Linked DNA regions of Mus musculus: region 1 is linked to region 2. Evidence: chromatin contacts called from public promoter capture Hi-C data. All regions are on one chromosome and are shown on one strand. Each heading gives the region's core, a stretch centred on a gene start, on an enhancer-like site or on the middle of the called end of the contact. The rest is flanking DNA. Distances are from core to core; before and after follow the strand shown.

Evidence for each region. Capture Hi-C pulls out chosen DNA fragments and counts their contacts.
Region 1: a promoter capture Hi-C map of adipose tissue shows a contact between it and region 2. The contact joins the promoter of Gbgt1 here to the promoter of Ppp1r26 in region 2. A contact is called at or near these places in 2 of 39 promoter capture datasets (liver and macrophages), 1 of 484 Hi-C or Micro-C datasets (8-cell embryo), 2 of 115 datasets of contacts at active chromatin or transcription factors (both in embryonic stem cells) and 3 of 9 other capture datasets (adipose tissue, liver and pancreatic islet).

What each region holds. Positions count from the first base shown.
Region 1 is chr2:28,495,534-28,498,400 of GRCm38.p6, reverse strand. It overlaps Gbgt1 (globoside alpha-1,3-N-acetylgalactosaminyltransferase 1), which reads right to left and starts at 1,510. Exons shown (of 7, transcript NM_139197.2): 1 at 1,337-1,510; 2 at 565-732; 3 at 1-25. The coding sequence starts at 635.
Region 2 is chr2:28,445,262-28,448,136 of GRCm38.p6, reverse strand. Ppp1r26 (protein phosphatase 1, regulatory subunit 26) reads right to left here and starts at 1,291. Exons shown (of 4, transcript NM_001005420.2): 1 at 1,241-1,291; 2 at 155-252.

The DNA.
Region 1 (2,867 bases), core at 261-2,760, 50 kb before region 2:
CAGCAGCCAGTCCTTGATAAACTTCCTAGAAAGAAAAACACCTGTTAAATGCTATACTACCTTAAAGGATGGCCTCACTTGTGCACTTCATTAGGAGCAAAGACCTTCATTTGGTAAAGAGTCCTGTCACTCCATGGCAGTTGACTGCAGAGTAAGGACCCATATCTAGCATAGGGCCTAGTGTGTAGCTGTCTTTTTGTCCACATAGCTAGTCACTCATGGTATGACTAGGTCCTTGAAGCATGGCTTCCCACAGACAGACGGTAAGGAGACATGCAGTGGCCATAACTCCCCCACAAGGCCAATAGGGGTTACTTTAGGAACATGAACAGGGTTTCTTATCAACATGGTTTGAAGGACAGTCTAGGCAGAAAACATGGCAAATAAAAGGCTGGGAAAACCCAAACCATGGCAAAACACAAAAGCCAAAACTAGTTAGCCTTCCTGAGGCTGGAGGATCCTGAGCCTCGAGAGTTGATGGGTCCTGAGGAACTGGTTGACTATCACATTTAGGAGGCAGGAGAACTGAGAAGGGCATGGAAGAGATTCCAAGTAGCAACTCACCACAGGACCCAGAGACCTGTGCCACCGAGCAGGAAGAACGCTAGGCCCTGGGCCAGTCTTGGGCGGGTCATCACTGGGTGCAGAATAGAAACTGGGCACTTTCAGAAACCCCTAGGGCCTTAGGTCTGTCAGGCTCTGGGCCTACCTCACTTGAGGTCTTAGAAACGCCTGCAAAGAAATGTTCCAATTATTTCCCTCTTTCAGCTGGCCAGGAGCTCAGTGGCAGCTAGGATGTCATCCCCAGGCAGTGGTCTATGTCTAGGCTCTGCCCATTCATCAACAGGGCGACAAAGAATCACCTAGCAACGGACTGGGACAGTGTCCCCAGGGACTTAAGTTCATGGAGGCAAACCCTTAATTTCCTAAAGCTACTTCTGGCCACTTGGGAGAGGTGGGGTCTGAGCTTTGTGACACAGGCAGAAGGTGCTTAAGCAATCTGGCTCAAAGACCTTTTGCTTGGTGATTCTTCACCACCAAAGGGTTGGGGGAAGATGAGATAACGCTCCAGGCCAAGGAGAGGAGAGTGTGGTAAGCCTGAAATCGGAGAAAGTTCCCAGATCTGGAGTCCTGGAGGTTAGGGCTCTGCCTTCCCTCTCTTGCCCTCTCTTGCCCTCTCTTGCCCCCTGGGACCCCAGTTTCCCTTCCCAGCTCACCATTTCTGCCTCACTAGCCTCAGGCTCAGACTCGAGCTGCACAGAACTGCGAAGCAGATGACAAACTCAGACCCAAACCCTGCAGGTCCAACCCAGAAGTTGGGGCTGCAGAGGAGTACCTGAACTTTGTCCAGCTTGTTCTGGCACTGGGACTTCCTCCTCCTCTTCCTCCTCCTCCTCCTCAGCGGCTGCGGTGGGGTACGGTGCAAGGACCCAGTCGGGTAGGGCAGAGCAGATGAGACTGTCTTTGGGATTATAGAACCACTCCCTTTGGGCTGACCAAGCTTTAGGACAGAAGGAGGAGCAAACCTCAGCCCAGAAAACAGGAACTGGACTCTTTCCCAGAGCACAACCCCCAGGCCCAACCCAGCACACAGCAGGATTCCTGGTCCTTGGGGCGGAGCAAAGTAAGTCTGGGAGCAGGCAAGTACCTAGAGATCTGAAAGCCACCTGAGTCCCACCCATCCATGCCTTCAGCCTTGCCCTGCCTGTGCTTGAACCTTGTCAGTAACTTCTCTGTTCTTCTAAATCCAACCCAGCCTGCGGAACGTACAGCTCCTAGGCAGGGATGGTAGGTCTCCCAACACAGGCTGAGATGTGAGGTATGATTTTGGAGAAAAACTTTCAGAAAGTCAAGGAAAGGGAGAACCAGAGTCTCTGAATCTGGCCAAGGCCCTGTCTCTTCTTAGTCTGAAGAAATATAGTTTTAGCTTGGCTAATGTGCACCAAAGCTGTTTGCAGAGCTTCTCCCTTCCCCCTGCTGCTTCAAGAATTTTCCCTTTCCCTGCCAATGTAAACAAGTTCAAGACCACCCGGCCCCTTCCCCATCTGGAGGGACTGACTAGCGGTCATGATGACCACAGCTGCCAGAGCAAGATTAGCTGCTCTCAAGAATTAGCCATGACAAAAATATCAGTCCTTGGGACCCCTGCCTCAGTTTGAATTCTAAGGTAAACCGACCTTGCTGACAAAGTTTCTGGCACATCAATAGCTGACCACTAAAATTAAAAATATACTGTTGCTTTGCTAGCCAATAATAATATAGCTGTGTAACCGCCCTTCAAAAGAGTATAAAAAAGCTGTACTTTTGACAATCGTGGTTGACTCTCCCTGCGAGGCTGAGCAACCCCACGTGCTACGAAATAAAAACCTCTTGTCATTGCAGCGACCTGTCGTCAAGCTGTGTTTCTGGGGGTCGCGTTCTCAACACTTGGGCCCCTGGGGTCCAACAATTGGAGGCCCCAGCGAGATTGTGCGCCCCCAGACCCACAATTGGCGAAGAAATCAGAGGTATGCTCGAGCAGGTCTGTGTTACTTTCTGTTTCATGTTGTCTGCATCCACAGTCTGTATCTGTTAAGTCCTGGAAGGGGACAACTGGTTTTCAGGTTTCAGGTTTGGTTTTGGACTGGTCTCAGGTTTTGGTGTCTTCTAGGAGACCCCATCCAGGTTGCTGTTGTGACGGGCAGACGTGTCAGTGTCATGGGCCAAAGGACGCTGGAGGGCGCTCCGAGTCACGCTGGGAGGTTAGATCAGAAACGGTCCTTCTCAACCCAGCAGCTGCTAGGGTTCAGCAATTGCCTGGTACAAACAGTATCAGGCGTCTCTGGAAATCGCGTGTAGGACGCCCTGTGTTGGTCTTGTTTATCTTA
Region 2 (2,875 bases), core at 42-2,541:
CTACTTGATGCTGTCTCAACCCACCAAAGTAAACACAACAAAAAGTGCTTTCCCCGTTGGGGCAGGGCAGGGTGGGATGGGGTGAGTAACATTAATATCTTAACATGACAGCAGGTGCAGAGCCGAGGGAATAAATCAGTTTATTTCCACTCACCTGCTCACAGCTTATAACGATGGACCCAGAACTGAGCTCCTCTGACAGTCTTAATGGTTGTTGGTCCAGCTACCTGGTCAATCTTGGGAGCTGTCACTCTGGAGAACCATGAACTTCACAGTTAGAAATGTGAGCTGAAGCCAGAATTGGGGCTTTAAACTGGAGGCTCTGGGAATCAGGTTTCCAGGGTGGTTGTGGGTACAATCATCACCCCTCTCTGCCCCCCCCCCCCCAGCATGGACTCTGCACTTAACTTATGATGTAGAGGGCCCTGTACTCCAACTTAAAGTGGGTGTGGGTAAGATTTGGTCCTTAGGAGCCAGAGGTGCTGACAAGATTCGGCCCCCAGAAAAATTGTTGTGACTGCCAATCCCTGTGCACAGTGCTGGAAGCAAGGGGAGACAGATCCCCCTGCTGCCTGAGTACTGACTGCTCTTCTCACTGTCTGAGAGGGAGCCGCAGTCTGGTCTTCAGCAGGTTAATGCCAACCCTTCTCCAGTCAGTGGCAGGGCCTCCGGCTGGTCTGTGCCCCCATCCATCCATCCCCCCCGAGTAATTTTCTGGGATCCCAGGCTTAGGGAATCCGGGAGTCTCGAAGCTGTTCGTGGCAGGTCGAGAAGGCAGCCTTGAAGGCCAGGCCGGCCTCAGTGACCGGGAGCCCGCCCCTCACCTGAGCCACACCTGGGCCCGCCCGGCGCCCGCTGGCTCTCGAGGAACGCAGGGCGCAACAAGCGCCAGGCATCCGCGAGAGGCGCCTCCCGGGGGCCGGGACCCTCTCCCGTGATAACACCAGCCTCAGCCACCAACCCGATCCGGACCCTGCACGCCGCGGCCTGCACCACGAAGCCAGCCCAGCTGCCCGCCCTGCGCCCCGCGTCCCGGGAGGCGCCGGGCCCGGAGAGCGGGGAAGCACGGACACTCCCGCCCCGCCCTCCCTCGGTCGGGCGCCCGCAGCCACCGCGGAGTCCCGCGGGGACTCAGGGGCCCGGCGCGCCGTGGGAGCGCGGGAAAGGAGGGCGGGGCCGGCGCGGCGAGGGGCGGGGCGACCCCCACCCCCCACCCCGGGCCGTCTCTCCCGCCACCTACCCGCGGCGGCGGCGACCGCGCTCCGGAAGCCGTGCCCGGTGGCTGGGCATCATGGGAATGGCACGGCCGAGTTCCGGGGGAGGCGCGCGGCCCGGCCGGACCCCCGCCCGCGAGAGCGCGCCCACCTGCACTGCGAGCGCCCGCGCTCGGACACGCACGGCGCGCGGGAGGAGCGCATGGGGCAGCTTGGAAACGGCCGCGGCGCCCGCGGGACTCGGAGCCTGCGCGGGGACCCTCCTTGTCCTCCCACCCGGGGCCTGGCGCAGCTCCGGGCGCCGAGAGCGTGCGCAGCCCAGGGGTTCAGGAGGTCGCGCGCGTCGGCAAGTTGGCCACGGCGAGAGGCGTGGCCGTGAAGAGAAGGAGGGCGGCCGGACCCTCGCACATACCTTCTTTTTGGTCCAGATCCAGTGGCCCCCGCGTGCCTGGCATCTGCTCACAGTTGCCCTTCCTATCCTCAAACACAGCAAAGGTGTGCTTCCTTGCCTGCAGTTTGCACCCAGCTCAAGATTGTGCTTAGTTTGCCTGCTCTGGACACCGCGGGGCCTTCTGGGCTACCCAAGTCCCTTTACATTGTAGAACGCTTCTATATGTCTATGCACAATGCCCCCTCTCCCCACTTTAGCCAGATCTTAGAGTGTGCTTAAAGATAGGAACCCTGAGGCTGAGGAGAACTAAGCAACAGGAGTCATGCAGGGTGACCTTGCTCCACATTCACACCAGTGGTCTTAGGAACAGGTGGGATAGGACTAGCTTCCGCCAACGCGGTCAGGATTATACAGTGGAATTTCTTGGCTCTGTGGCACACTGTATGTGATGTCGGAAATCTCCCTAGTTTTCTTTTACTTTTTAGACATGTCTGGAGATTCTGTATTGATCATGTCAGGGAACAAGCCAGGCTCACCCCCGGCCCTAGGCACTCACCCTGTCTGATAAGGCAGAGGAAATGATTAGAGAGTGCCAGGGATCTGACAGGAGAAACCCCTAGAGACTTGTTATATAAATGAGCCTGACCTCAAACTTACACAGATCCACTCGCCTCTGTCTTCAGAGTGTTGGGATTAAAGGCAAGTGCCATCACACCTGGCCTGAGTTTTTGTCACTATGAAGTAATATTATGAACATTTAGAGAGAATTACACAACCAATAATACCATCACCAAGATGTAGCTGTAGGCCTATTTTGGAATGCTTTTAGTGTTGTGAGAAACACCTTTGGGTGTCCCTGAAGCCACTCTGTGTATGTCTCCTGGTCTAATGCCTAGAAGACAGTAGTCTGCTTGGGAGAGATGCGAGGTGCTGACACTTGGCAGGTGCCCTTCAGAGATGAGGACTGTTTGGTTATTTTCTACTGCTGTGAAGAGACACCATGACCAAGGCAACTTATAGAAGAAAGAGTTTATTAAGCTTACGGTTTCAAAGGGTGAGTTCATTCCACCATGGCAGGGAGCATGGCAGCAGACAGGCAGGCATGGTGCTGGAGCGATAGCCGAGAGCTTACATCTTGACCCACAAGCCTGACACAGAGAAAGCAAATTGAAACCTTTGAAACCTCAAAGCCCATGCCCAGTGACTCACCTTCACTAAGACCACACCCCCTAGCCCTCCCCAAAAACAGGTCCACCAATCAGGGACCAAG